Linked DNA regions of Mus musculus: region 1 is linked to region 2. The links are chromatin contacts, called in public HiChIP or PLAC-seq maps. All regions are on one chromosome and are shown on one strand. The core of a region is the stretch at or near the end of the contact, and the rest is flanking DNA. Distances in the headings are between cores, read along the strand shown.

The links. HiChIP or PLAC-seq counts read pairs in DNA pulled down with a chosen protein or histone mark.
Region 1: an H3K27ac HiChIP or PLAC-seq map of extraembryonic endoderm stem cells shows a contact between it and region 2. The contact joins two enhancer-like sites. A contact is called at or near these places in 1 of 484 Hi-C or Micro-C datasets (the F1.1 cell line), 5 of 115 datasets of contacts at active chromatin or transcription factors (embryonic stem cells, extraembryonic endoderm stem cells, large pre-B cells and 2 more) and 2 of 9 other capture datasets (adipose tissue and liver).

The regions. Positions count from the first base shown.
Region 1 is chr8:27,155,640-27,162,663 of GRCm38.p6, reverse strand. It overlaps Rab11fip1 (RAB11 family interacting protein 1 (class I)), which reads left to right. Exons shown (of 6, transcript NM_001080813.2): 2 at 5,995-6,437. Among named protein-coding and RNA genes, the nearest start is that of Rab11fip1, 15 kb to the left of the region's middle. Within about 2 kb of position 2,318, at least 135 of the 459 cell types and tissues checked have an H3K27ac peak or open chromatin away from gene starts, as enhancers often do. A contact at or near this core is called in extraembryonic endoderm stem cells, where this site is marked.
Region 2 is chr8:27,057,335-27,064,496 of GRCm38.p6, reverse strand. No RefSeq gene overlaps it. Among named protein-coding and RNA genes, the nearest start is that of Plpbp, 18 kb to the right of the region's middle. Within about 2 kb of position 2,401, at least 32 of the 459 cell types and tissues checked have an H3K27ac peak or open chromatin away from gene starts, as enhancers often do. A contact at or near this core is called in extraembryonic endoderm stem cells, where this site is marked.

The DNA of each region.
Region 1 (7,024 bases), core at 1,069-3,568, 98 kb before region 2:
AATTGGGAGAGAATGCAAAACTGGGCGTTGCTGCTAGGAGAATATGGGAAAGGGATGGCAGAAGTAAATGGACCAAGTTTCTTATTCTCTGCCACACTGTGTGACTGGGATTTTATCCTATTATTTTAAAATAGTATATATTAATCTTATTAATTATTAATATACTGTATTACATATTAATATATAACATATATTAAAATATCCTATTGTTTTAAAATATTATAGAAGGGCTAGACATATAGCCCAAGGGTGGAGATCTTGCCTTAGGTCTGATTCCTACACCACACACCCACACAGGTTACACACCAAACCCCAAAATGTTTCTGTGACCCCCCCGCCCCAATCAGTTTCTACAGGCTCAGAGGACCTTTTTAATTTCAAAGGACTAGATTTTAATTATAATAGTAAAATATAAATGTTAATTTTCTAAATATAATTACAAATTATAAAACATATATTATAAATGATATACTTTTAGGAGGGATCATTTGATTTTTTTTAAAGTTTTCTGATAGGTGGAGGACTTTTTTCATATCATGGGCTTAAAAAATAAACTCGCTGCATGAGATTATGGCTGTCTTACTGTACTCTGCCCTTTGGACAGAAAAAATGAACCCAGCCCTGATCCCAAGATAACGGGCCTGTTCTGGGCCTATGTGAAAGGTAACACATACGTTGCTACTTTATGCTGTGTGGTCATGCTGGGACAGATTGTTTATTAACTGCTTCTCCGGGACAGGAATTAAGTGAATTAAAAAACAGATTCAAGAAAAAAAAAAAAAAACCAACAACACTGAAAAAATGGAGTTGATTGTAATGTTGAAGCCCACAGCCATAATCCGATTTGGGATTCCAGAGGGCGAGTCACTCATGAATTTTGTTAACAGTTTTCAGGCTCAAAGCCTGGGCCCCTGGCAGATCAAAGGCTCGCCCACCAGCCCCAGTGTGCCTGCCTCTAAAGAGACCAGACATACTGAAAAACAGGAAAGGGGGTGTGTTCAACATGGCCACCGTGGGAAGAGGTCCAGCTCCCCGCCCCCTCCCCCTGTCTGATTTGAGGTGGGTTTAAGCACAGGGCAAATGGCATGCATCACTAAGCAAACCTGTCATCGTGAGACCCCACCCCCACCCCGCCATCCAACAGCATTGCCTAGCTCCAGTGTACCTTGTAAGATATGGTAAGTTGCCAGAACTGTGTGACAGTTTCCTCTTCTATCTAGCTGGCTCCGGCCTTTCCTCAGTGTGAGACTCCTGAGGACATTTTGTTTTTGTTTTTGTTTTTTCGAGACAGGGTTTCTCTGTGTAGCTCTGGCTGTCCTGGAACTCACTCTGTAGACCAGGCTGGCCTTGAACTCAGAAATCCGCCTGCCTCTGCCTCCCAGGTGCTGGGATTAAAGGCGTGCGCCACCACCGCCGCCGCTGCCCGCCCGGCTCCTGAGGACATTTTAATATTTGGGACACAGGTGTCTCTTTAGAATATCTTGTCTGACTATGAGAACATAGCCCACAAGATCAACTAGGTAGGGCTCCACGGGGGCTCACAGAGACTGTGACAGTCACAGACCCAGTGTGGGTCTGAGCTAAGCCCTCTGCATGTGTGTTATGACGTGGAGCTTGCTGTTCTTGTAAGTGGGGCTGTCTCTGACTCTTGCCTGCGCTTGAGATCTTTGTCCTCCTACCGGGTTGCCTCGTCTAGCCTGGATGTGAGGGCATGTGCCTCGTCTTATTGCAACTTGATATGCCCTGTTCAGTTGATATCCCTGGGAGGCCTGCTTTTTTTTTTTTCCCCCTTTAAGAGAAACAGGAGGAGTAGATCTAGGGGCGTGGGGGAGGACTAGAGGAGGAGGTAGAGAAACTGCATTCAGAATACTCTAGGTGGCATTTGCCAGGGAGCTCTCTACCTCTGATTGCAGGTCTTCTTATTCACACCCCCTGAAAGACCCCTCCTGGCAGAATTCGGGTCTGCTTAGGAAAACGAGCAGCAAGAACAGTTGGCGAGGTTTTTGCCGACATGTGGTGCTGCAGGTTTCCAAAGCCAGTCCAGCTCCAGTGCACGAGCAGCGGGGCAGCACAATCGGTGGGAAGCGTTCTGAGCGGAGCGGGCTCTAAGTTTGCTTAAGATAAGCACTTTGCCCCAGGAAACCTTTAGAGAAAGGCGAGCCCGGTCCCAGGAAGAGTCGGGTGGCATTTTCTGAAGGTCTTGAATGTGTTTGCATGCCTGACTGACTGACAGAAAGCCTGGTGGAGAAGCACCCGCCCCAGTACCCTTCTTCCTGACTGGCCCTGCCGCCTGTAGCCCCTGCTGTGGTCATCTGAGCTTCTCCTTTTCAGGTTTCTACAAGTGACATTACAAAAGCCCAAACACCTTTCATCACCAAGGCAACTGTGACTATCAGGGAAGAAAAACACAAATAATCCTCTCAACCTCTTGACAAATATGCAAAGTATTCCAGGCCCCTCCAGGCCCTGGAAAGATAGAGGCTGCCGGGAAGAGCTGATAAAAGACCTGCATCTTCCTGCAGTGGCTGTTCCTCTCCCACCCCTCCTTCCCAGCTGTGTCTCACAAACCATGAAAGATCTCTCTTTGCCGATCAGAGGCCGGCATCTCGCGTGACTTTGTTGGTCCTGGCTGCATCTCTTGATGCATTTCATGTTTTTTCCTGGCAGTTCTCTGTGCTGGATCTCCATTGGTCATCTTACAGATTATGGCTGGTGGCAAGCTATGGTGGCGAGCTATGCTGGCATTTCCCTCTCTCCTTTTATTGTGGGATGTTTAAATTGAAAGAGTCTGGGCTGGGCTTTCCGCTCTGTATTAGAGCACTTGTCTACCACCCATGAAGCCTTGCAGTTCGTCCCTAGCACCCCACCACCACCCACGCACGCACTCCTGTACGCACACATACCCACACAAAGTGGAGGGGAAAGCGGCTCAAACTCTGCCCAGAAAGAATTTGAAAGTGAATCAGGAGAATAAGCTTAAAGCAAGCCTTCTGGTCAAGGAGAATGGAGAGGGACTCAGAGAATGGAGAGGGACTCAGAGAATGGAGAATCCTTGCCAGGTCTGCAGCAGTGCTGGTGGCATTTTCTAAGCTTTGTTTCCCTCCCCTGTAAAGTGAATGCACTTCCCCGGCCATGCCATCCTGTGAGGTGCAAGTGTGGGAGGTGCAGGGCATGCTGGGAGTGCTGCTTGAGGGTTAGGGTTCTACTTTCCTGTGTGCAGACTGAGTCAAATAGCTGGGGGTTGGAGGGTAGAGAGGGTGGGGGAGGGATTGGCCTTTGCTGAGCTACAGTCAAAGGTGAGAGAGGAAGTTGTGCTCATTTGGACAAAACCATCATTTCCTTAAAGTCCAGGCTCTAAGCTTTTAAGTAGGTCACTGAAGAAAACAAAACAAAACAAAACAAAAAAACCCAGTAAGTTCTCCATTTGTGAGGTGGCCTGTGGGTGGCTCTCTGGAGGCCAGGTATTGGGAGTTGTTGTTCCTCAATGGCCTGCAGTGAATTAGGCTCCTAGTTCACTAGAGATCAGGTTTCCAGAAGGAAAATGAATGCCAAGGAGAATCCCCCTTCCTGAAGTTTGCAGTCAGGATATGTCTGGTACCCTGGCGTTTGAAGTAGTTTTGAAGTAGTTTTGCAGAGGGCCATGTAAAATGTTTAAATGATGTTTGCAATATTGTTTTATGATAGCTAAGTTAGAAGTGAATACTTTCCGGTCAGGCTTTCATTACTTCAAACGGTTATAAAGTACAATCATGGGCTGGTGAGATGGCTCAGTGGGTAAGAGCACCCGACTGCTCTTTCGAAGGTCCAGAGTTCAAATCCCAGCAACCACATGGTGGCTCACAACCATCCCTAACGAGATCTGACTCCCTCTTCTGGAGTGTCTGAAGACAGCTACAGTGTACTTACATATAATAAATAAATAAAAAAAAAAAGTAAAAAAAAAAAAATAAAGTACAATCATATAATTACATAATGTGAAAGTATATAATAGAAAATATAATAAAAATTATATAATAACGACCCTATTGAAAGAAAATATGACATTGGAACTATCCCCCCCCCCCCAAGACAGGGTTTCTATGTATAGCCCTAGCTGTCCTGGAACTCAGTGTAGACCAGGCTGGCCTTAATCCCAAGTTCTGGCATTAAAGGCATGTGCCACCACTGCCTGGCTAAACATACCAGAATTTTTAACAAAGAAAAGAAAACACAGAGACATGCCCACAAAAAGCAAAACCTACAAAAACACAGAAATCAGAAACCATAATATACAAGCAAAAGATCAGTAAGGTTTAAAAAAAAAAAAAAAACAAAGCAAAACAGACAAACAACAACCTGAGACAAAAGGTCGACAGAAATACTACTGAGATCATTCGTGTTGGCTAATACTGCTGGGCACGGGGCCTGTGCGTCAGTGTGGTTTGTATATCTAGGGAGACTCCCTTGGAGAAACTAATGTTTCCTTTGCAAGCTGTTGTCAGTTGGAGATAGCTTTTGGGTTAGGGTGGGGGCTTGTGTGCACTTCCCCTCTCAGCACTGGGACCACCTGACTTGAACCTGTGGTGCCCTGTGCATGCTGCCATAGTTGGCATCAGGACCTCTAAAACCTGTGACATCACATAGGCAGGACCTACAGACCTGTTGCCAAGACAACGACCACCATATTCCCAGAATCCACTTGGCTCACTTCCCACCTTTACCTGTGTTGTGTCATTATCCATACATTCAGGGGAATGGCCCTCCCCAACCCTTCCCCCCTTTTCTTTCTGCCACCACCCTCCTTGCCTCTCTCTCTTTCTTTCTCCCAATAAACCTCTTACACATGGAACTGTTTTGGCCTGGGGTGCTGTGTTCAGACGAGAGCAGCTATTCTAACATACCAGCCTCCATCTCTGTGGGACCATATGTGTGTCCAGCCTGTTATCTCGAAGGCCTTCTTAATATTCTCCATTCCCTCTGGCTTTCATAACAGAGTTCCTGAGCCAAGGGGAGAGGTTTGATGGAGACCTCCCACTTAGGACTAGTGGTCCAAGATCTCTCGCTGTCTGTATGTTGTCCGGTTGTGGGTCTCTGTTAATTCTTGTCTTTGGGGGTTTGTTTGTTTGTTGAGGTAGGGTCTCATTATGTAGCCCTAGCTGGCCCAGAACTAGATAAACAAACCAGGCTAGCCTCAGACTCACAGAGACATGCCTTTCTCTGCCTCACAGGTGCTTGGATTAAAGGCATGTGCCACCACACCTGAGGTAGAGTCTTGTATTTTCTAGGCTGACCTCAAGCTCCTACCTTGCCCACCAACTATCCCAATAGCTGGGACTCCAGGCCTGCATCACTGTGCCAAGCTCTTGATTTTTAGAACTAACTCATTATTGGGTTATTATTCTAGCTAATTATAAGGGTTGAGGGTGGAACTCAATGGTACAGTACTTGTATAGTGTGCTCAAGGCCCCAGGTCTAACCCCTAGTAAGATGAATGTGCTAAGTACACCAGACTACGTATAGTCTAGCGTATGGGCAGAACGACTTCTTAGAGATAAGCGTTCAGGGCCAGGGCCAAGTGTTCTGTAGCCTGTTCTGCATGCCGGCTTCATTCGTTCGATCCCTTGGTCTACAAAAATGAACCGATAAGTAAAAGCGAAGTTCTCTACTCTCCCCTCCATTGAGACAGAGTAGAAGTGCTTTGTGGGGCTGGAGAGATGGCTCAGTGGTTAAGAGCATGGATTGCTCTTCCAGAGGTCCTGAGTTCAATTCCCAGCAACCACATGGTGGCTCACAACCATCAGTCATGGGATCTGATGCCCTCTTCTGGCGTGTCTGAAGACAGCTACAGTGTACTTGTCTAAGTAATACTAAATAAATAATATTTTAGAAGCGCATTTGTGTAAGAGGTTAGAGTGTAAGAGGTGAGAGCAACAGAGAGGAGAGGCTGCTGAGGGGATCAGGAGCCCTGCTAGAACTGCTTCCATCCAGAGCTAACCTCTTCCTCTCCTCCTTTAGATGGTACACCCTGAAGTCCAAACCCGGGAAGAAGGACAAAGAGCGCGGGGAAATCGAGGTCGACATCCAGTTTATGAGGAATAACATGACGGCCAGCATGTTTGACCTCTCCATGAAAGACAAGTCCCGGAATCCATTTGGAAAACTGAAGGACAAGATCAAAGGGAAGAATAAGGACAGCGCCTCGGATACCGCCTCGGCCATCGTCCCCAGCGTGACACCCTCAGTCGACAGTGACGATGAGTCCTTCTCGAAAGACAAGAAAAAGAAGTCAAAGATCAAGACTTTGTTTTCCAAGTCGAGTCTGCAGAAGACGCCCCTCTCCCAGTCCATGTCTGTCCTGCCCACTTCCAAGTCAGACAAAGTTCTGTTGCGGGCCGGAGACTTCCAGTCCCAGTGGGACGATGACGCCCATGAGGATGAGTCCTCCTCCGCCTCGGATGGTGAGTTCCCGTCTTTGCTCACTCACCCTCCTCCCCAGTTTACCTGACTGTGCTCTGAGAAGGGAGAGGGAGGCCTTGAGGTTTTAGTTAACTACAGTGATGATGGTGAGTGTTCTTCACAAAGGCTTTGTTTCTTACGAATCTCCAAGGGCTTGGCTCGCAGAATCAGCGCGTTTGAGGGTTTCTGCTGTTGCTGTTTTCCTCCCAGTCCTGGGGATCCGGCCCAGGGCCTTGAGTGTTCTCAGTAAGGGCTCTAACACGGCTCCTACTGTATATGAAAGAAGACTATAGGCCCTCGTGTGCGTCATGTCTCATTACTTTATCAGATAACTGCTGAGCTTTTATCGTGTGCTTGCCTCCTATGTGGTTCGTCCCTGATGGAAGCTCAGAAGTCCAGCCTCCTTAACTCTGAACTGTGTAATCTGAGCTTCAGCTACAATTACTGAAGCCCTTTTGGAGGTTCTGTTGCTCTTATCAAGAACGTGGCCTTTTCCACTGGTTTAACACTGGATTTCTTAAATTCTTCACCGCTGATTGTTCGGGCTGTTGTGTGTTACAGAGTGCTTAGGGTCCTCCTGTCAGGTACC
Region 2 (7,162 bases), core at 1,152-3,651:
ACTGCAAAAGATTGGTTGAGCTGCCTGTCAGTCTGGTCAAGGAACTCTGGGTTTACAGTTTTCATGAGTTGTCACTCATGCTGGGGTAGGGTTTTTTAGGGTGATACGGGTGCCCACCCTTCCCCAGTAAACTCATTGGTTCATCAAGTTAGACTTGTAATGAACTGTTGACATCCTATCTGGGGTAATTGGAGATTTGTTCAGTCCTGCTAGGAAAAGTCACACAACAGAGGAGAAAGCTGTAGGCTTTATCTCAAGACGGGGAGGTTGGGGGGAAAACATAACAAGCTCACAGTGTCTGGGGGTGTCCTGGGATGGGGGCCCATGTTGGCTGGGACGAGTGAGGAGTAGATATGTATTTGTGATGTGTACCTCAAGTCGAGGTTGATGCGAATCTGAAAAGCCTGGCTGGTGCTAAACCTGCTTCCGGTTACCAGCACCAGATATGACTGGAACTAGTGTAGAAGAACTTAAGAGTTGAAGGCAAAGGTCCTGCTCCATTCTGCTCCCGACATTTTGAACTGCTCCTGCCTTTCCTTCTCTGCTCTTTGTTGAAATAGACACTAAAGGGACGAGGGTTGGTGCCCTGGAGATCCAGATACCAGTTTTAGCTTCTTTTCTTTTCTTTTTTTCTTTTTTCTTTCTTTGGTTTTTCGAGACAGGGTTTCTCTGTATAGCCCTGGCTGTCCTGGAACTCACTCTGTAGACCAGGCTGGCCTCGAACTCAGAAATCCACCTGCCTCTGCCTCCAGAGTGCTGGGATTGAAGGCCTGTGCCACCACGCCCGGCTCTTTTCTATTGCTGTGATGAAACACCATGACTCAAAAGCAAGTTGGAGAGGAAAGGGTTTTATTTGGCTTACATTTCCACCTCATGGTTCATCACTGAAGGAAGTCAGGACAGGAACTCAAACAGGGCAGGAAACCTGGAGGCAGGGCTGATGCAGAGGTCATGGAGAGGAGCGGCTTACCTGCTTGTTCCTCGTGGCTTGCTCAGCCTTCTCTCTCTGTCTCTCTCTCCTCTCTCTCTTTTCTCTCTCTCTTATTTTCTTTCTTTGTTATTTTTTCTCTCTCTCATTTTCTTTTTTTAAAAAGATTTATTTATTTATTATATGAAAGTACACTGTAGCTGTTTTCAGACACACCAGAAGAGGGCGTCAGATCTCATTACGGGTGGTTGTGAGCTACCATGTGGTTGCTGAGATTTGAACTCAGGACCTTCAGAAGAACAGTCAGTGTTCTTAACTGCTGAGCCATCTCTCCGGCCCTCTTTCTCATTTTCTTTCTCTTTCTTTTTGTTCTTCCTTTTCTTTCTTTCTTCCTCCCTCCCTCCCTCCTCTCTCTCTCTCTTTTCTCTCTCTCTGACTCTCTGTCTCTCTCTCCTCTCTCTCTTTTCTCTCTTTCTTATTCTTTCTTTCTTTTTTTCTTTCTTTCCTTCTTTCTTTCTGAAATAGGGTTTCTCTTTGTAGCCTTGACTGTCCAGGAGCTCACTCTGTAGACCATTAACCTTTCTTATGGAACACAGGACCACCAGTCCAGGGGTGGCACTACCCGAAATGGGATGGATCCTCCCATATCAACCACTAATTCAGAAAATGCCCTACAGGTTTGCTTATAGCTCCATCTTAAGGAAGCATTTTCTCAATTTAGGTTCCCTCCTCTCAGGTGACTTAAGCTTGCATCAAGTTCACATAAAACTAGCCAGGACACTGGTGGTGGTGGTGGTGGTGGTGTGTTTTCTAATCCAGCTTTCAAGTCTCAGCACCCCACCAGGCTACACCTCTCTCAAAGCTGGAGGTCCCTCCATCATGTGCAGACCAGTTTCCCCTGAGCCACTACAGCTGTTTGTCAACACCATGACCCAGTCAAGAGCCCAGAAAATTCTCATGCATGGGACTCAGACAAACACCTCCATTAATACACAGTCCGAGTTGGTTGGCAGCCTGGGAGTTTGGATTTTCAATTTGGTGTGAAGATTCGTGTCCGTGTGGAATCTATGACACTTCTCTTCCCAGCCATGAAAGGGAGGGTTTTAGTGTTTGCTGGAGCCTAGAATCCCATAACGTGTTTCGTGCCAGGGTGATTTTGCTGTTTATATGTCCCGGTTGGTGAGGCTTTTTGTTGAGTTTGTTTTGCAGTGCTGAGCACGGACAAATGCTTTATGCCGAACGAGTGCCCTGCCACTGAGCCACCCTGCCAGCCCCGTGTCCCAGGAGTTAGGTCTTTCTGCTTTAAGCTGGAAGGACCGAAGGGAAGGCTTGGATGCCCATATTTGGACAGCAGCTAAGCGGACTCAGAGACTTTTCATCCCCCAGCTGCCCCCCTGCCCTAGCTGGTTATGTCAGTGGTCATCCATGAGTGACCCACCCTGGGAGACTGTGCAGAATGTGGGGCTTTAGTTGCTTTCTCATTCTGCCTTACAGTGTCAGGTTTCACCGATGCAGGCAGGCGAGCAGGCAGGCAGCCGTATCCCCAGGGTTCTTTATCTTATCTTCCCATTCATGTTTGCCTTCTAGTTCTCTACGCAGACCCCGGCAGGCAGGACAAAGCTGCCGCCACCGAGGCAGTAGGTTGGGCACTGTCTTACCTTCCAATATGTGCAAGGAGCTGGTCACATGTCATCTTCACAGCAATGTCACCTTGCTTGGGACCTCAGCCTCTACTTAGAGATAAGGACACTAAGCCCCACTTGCCAGTAAGAATTTGGCCTAAGGTTATTTGATTGCCGTTCAGACTCAAACATATTGACACCAGTCTTCTTCTAGCAGTCATTGCAACTTGCGTCCGGGGCTGTGTTTGAACATGTGTGTATGTAGCTGTGTGCACACATGTGTATGTATGTATACGTGCATGTGTATCTGTGTATTTTTGATAGCATTTTATGTATGTGTGTGTGCATGTGTGTGTTCATGCATATGTACTTGTGGGTATATATGCTATGTGCTTATTTATGGCTACATATGTGTGTGTCTGTGTATGCACATATATCTGTGGCTGTAAACTATTATGTGTGTATGTGCTATAGTGTGCTTGTGGTTGCACGCATATGTGCATGATGGTATGGTTGTGTGTTTCTGAGCATGGACTGCGCATGCGTGTCCCACTTGGCAAGGCTGTCTTTTCTATTCCTGTAGCTCCTCTTGGAGTATGTTCTCTAACTTACTGGACAAAGTCCTTTTGATGGCTGGGCTCCTTAAAGTGAGCACAGTGAGAACCCTGTTCCCCTTTTCCCCACCCCCTGCCCCAGGCTCCGGGCCTCAACTTACAGGGCTAAATGGCCCACTGGCTGCCAAGGTGGCCTCGGGCCTCACAGGTGAGTGCTGGCATGCTACAGAGAGCAAACGCCAGCACAGAATACATACTTTGTCTCCACAATGAGACTGCCTATGGCTGGACATAAGGAGGCACACAGCAATCCTGGAAGGACACCAAGCAGGAAAGAATGGCTGTCTCCATAGACCAGCCATTTCCAGACCTCACAGACTTAGAACAGGAAGGAAGTCAGATGCAGGCAGAGTCATCCCCTATGACAAAGGGTTGCCCCCACCCGAATCCCAATCTGAGGCCCACATCCCAGTATGCCCAGCCCATAGTAGCAGTCCCATGGTGCTGGCCGTTTCCTGCCTCATTCAAAGGTGCTGATCAGAGCAGTGAAGCAATACCAGAGCCTTGTGTGTGCTATGGCCTCTCAGAGTGCGGCTGTCTCTAGTGAGCTGTGGAGAGGGGAAAGTCATGGGAACGGGAGAGAGAAGCAGATGGAGAGAGCAGGAGAGATGAAAAAAAGAGGAAGGAGAAGGAAGAAAAGGAGGAGGAGGAAGAGGAGGAGAAAAAAAGGAGGAAGGGTTAGGGAAAGGAGGAAGAGGGTGCTGGGTTTATCCAAGGACCCCAAAGTGGTGAGGCACTTTTCAGTTTCTTCCATGTGGGCAGTGTTTCCTATGATGTCTTAGGAAGCAAGATGGTGGCACAGGACTGGGAGGAGATGCAGCTAACAGTCTGGCGCTGCAGACCTGCACAGCAGCAGCACTTCTCGATACTCTGTGGCCCAGCAGGAACCTCCCTCCCTTGAACCTAGCCGATTCTAGTTGGGGGGCTGGGGGTGCAGTTGGCAGAGGCTGACTCCAATCTCTGGCTTTATCTTCCCGACACATTGAAACCATCAAGCGGAGGCCTGATGCAGAGGCCTCGATGTTGGGTAGTCTGGAGGAACACTGAGTTCATCCAAAGCAGCCGTGCCTCCTGCATTCCCCACTCAACGGGGAAGAGGGGCAGGGCTTCACGGTGCTCCAGTGGCAGGCCTTGCAAGCTATTGAGCTATTGTCTCTGAGATGTGTTGAGGCCAACGTCCCTTCGGACCCTCCCGCTTTACCCTCCTCTCCCAAAGGGAACTTCTGTTGCTGTTATTTGCAACAGTGAGTGGCTACTCCCCCCCCCCCCCCCCCCCAACCAAGCTATCCCATCAAAAGCAGCACCCTTCAGTGCTTTGAGTTCAGGAGAAGCCAAATCAAAAGCAAACCCTGAATTCCTCTTGCTCATGGCCAATAAAAACCTTGCTTCGGAGCGGAGCTGGCTTCCTTTGCTGAAATCAGATATCCTAGTAATAAACAAGTCCTAAAGGCAGGGGGAGAGCCTTGCTTCTTTCTACTGATTAGTTTTTCTTCCTTTAAAAGGGGCCTCTCCTATAACAGGATGCCTGCCCTAGAAACTCGAGCACAGAAGGTGGCCCAGCCTAGCCCTGCCCTGAGCTGCCCTGCCCTGTATCACCTCCCCCTGGCCAAGAACCTTCCCCCTGGGCTCCTATGGGTGGGATGGGCTCTGCTTTCCCTAATGCTACGCTGTTTAGCTAAAAGGCAAGACAAAGGGGCTTGGGGGAGAAGAGGCCTTAGCTGTCTGGGGAACTGGCAGTGGTTTCCAGGGAGAGCTGAGTTCTTGCCCTTTGGCTCCTGGTACTGTTGGAAAAGGGAAAGTGGAGTTATCACAGGTGGGGGCCCTAGAGGCCTGTGCCTGCCAGGTAATGTACTCTGTCACCGAGCTACAGTCTCAGCTCTCATGGGAATTTAACTGTTGAGTCCAGGCCCAGAGAAGGCATCAGAGCAGACAGCAGGGTAAAAAGACATGGTGATTTGCTTCCTGGGGGCAGCCTTGCCTTTGCTCCTTAGCTCTTTCTAGGCCCTTCTTCCTGCCCTGCCCAGTCTCTGGGCAGATACGTGTGTTAGCCAGCTGTGGAGAGTGCCCTCCCTTGATATGCAGACCTCTCTCATCTCCCAAATAGGTTTTTTGTTTGTTTTTGTTTTTTTGTTTTTTGTTTTTTGAGACAGGGTTTCTCTGTGTAACCCTGGCTGTCCTGGAATTCATCTTGTAGCCCAGGCTGGCCTCGAACTCAGAAATTCACCTGCCTCTGCCTCCCAAATGCTGGGATTAAAGGCGTGCACCACCGCCCGGCTCCAAATAGGTTTTTATGTGACTTTGCCGGCAGAAGATGTGCGCCGCTGCTGTTTGTTTGTTTGTTTGTTTGTTTTCCCTCCGACACTATCTCTCTCGGGAGAGTTTCTGGTCAAGAGAATTATGTTGAGGCTGCAGATTGCGAGAGAATCGCGCCTAATGGGGAACAGACGGACAAGACACCTTTCATGTCCAGCCAAGTTTCTTTCCCCTCCCCTCTCTCGCTCTCTTTTCTCATCTTCCCTTTTTGGCTTCAAAAATCGGGCCCGCTCTGTGCCTGTTTCTTTGGTACATCTGCTGAATAAGGTCACACGTTGATTTTATTTTGGAAATTGGCAGCTCAGTCGAGCTGAGCTCCGAGGCTGCAGAGCAGGGGCACTGTTGGATGTCGAAAGGGGCAACTCTAGCCTGCAACTGGCACTGGGGTAGCCTAGCTCATTAAGTGTTGAGGAGCACCTCCGTACCCAAATTGCGCCCTCTGCTGGCGCGGCATCTCCAGAGTCGCCCAAGCTTGGAGGAATTAATTAGATGGAAGGTGCTGCATCTCTGGTTCCTTCCACAGGCTCCTTCAGTTAACCCCGTGCAATACTCTATAGGGAAGAAAGTGCTGGTTCTGAGGCCCCTTGGGACGCTTAAGTCATTAAAGGAGAACTTAAGTCTAAGGGCCTTGTAAATGCCCGCTTAAGGGCTGGTGAAATGACTCAGTGGGAAGAAGTGTTTACTGAGCAAACACGATGACCTGAGTTTGACCCCTGGATCCGGTTGGAAGGAGGGTGCTGATTCTAGCAAGTTGTTCGCTGATTTCCATATGCACACCTGCGCTCAGGCACGCAAACACCTTGCACGTGCGCTTGAGGCTGCGAGTGTGGTGGCTTCCTGGCTTAGCATGTGCTAGGGTTAGAATTAGATTCCCCAGAACAATACAAAACCAGCTCTCCTCTCCCCCGCCCCCTTTTCTTTGTGTTCCTCCAGAGAAGGCAGATTTGTAAAACATTTGGGAGGATGCTGGTGGTTTGGATTCCTTGGCCCTTAGTCATGAGGATGATGTAAGAGCATCCAACTGATTTCATGGTAAGGACAGTCACAGTTCTCAGCAAACCGTTTCCAATCGCACCCTGGCAACTCCCCACCCGGCCCTGTCTCAGAAACTACCCTCTTCCCAGAACTTTGGTGGGAAGCATGGGAGTGAGTTACTTGCTTTCCAAAGCTCGGCGTGAGTGTACTCTTGGACCCCATCCCTTCCCTGTCTAGCCTTGGGTAACAGAAGTCACTGCTGCTCCAACCCAGGGGGTTTGGTGTGGGCGGATTGGCACACATTGGTCTCTGTGAAGACTGCATCTGGAGGAGGGATGTAGGAGTCAGGGGAGAGGGCTGGCGGCTGGCTGATGCTAAATGTTGGGAAATGGGATGATGGGAGGGAGGCAGATTCTCCTCCTGTCTGGGCTTAATTCTCCTTCCTTCTTACACCCTCTGCTTGTGGTTTCAGAGTTTGTTCTGTATTAAGATACATCAGTTCTCAACTAGCACAATGGACTGAAAAAATGAAAACTGTGGACTTCTTTTCTAGCAATACGGCGTTCTAAAGTTATAGCTGCAAATCTAATACAGTGCTTACCACTGATTAAAGCTGGCAACAGAAGCTGCGTGCAACTTGGTGGTAGAAAGCCTGTAGAAGAAGTAGGGTGCCAATCTTAGCACTGCCAAATAATAACAGCAATAATAAT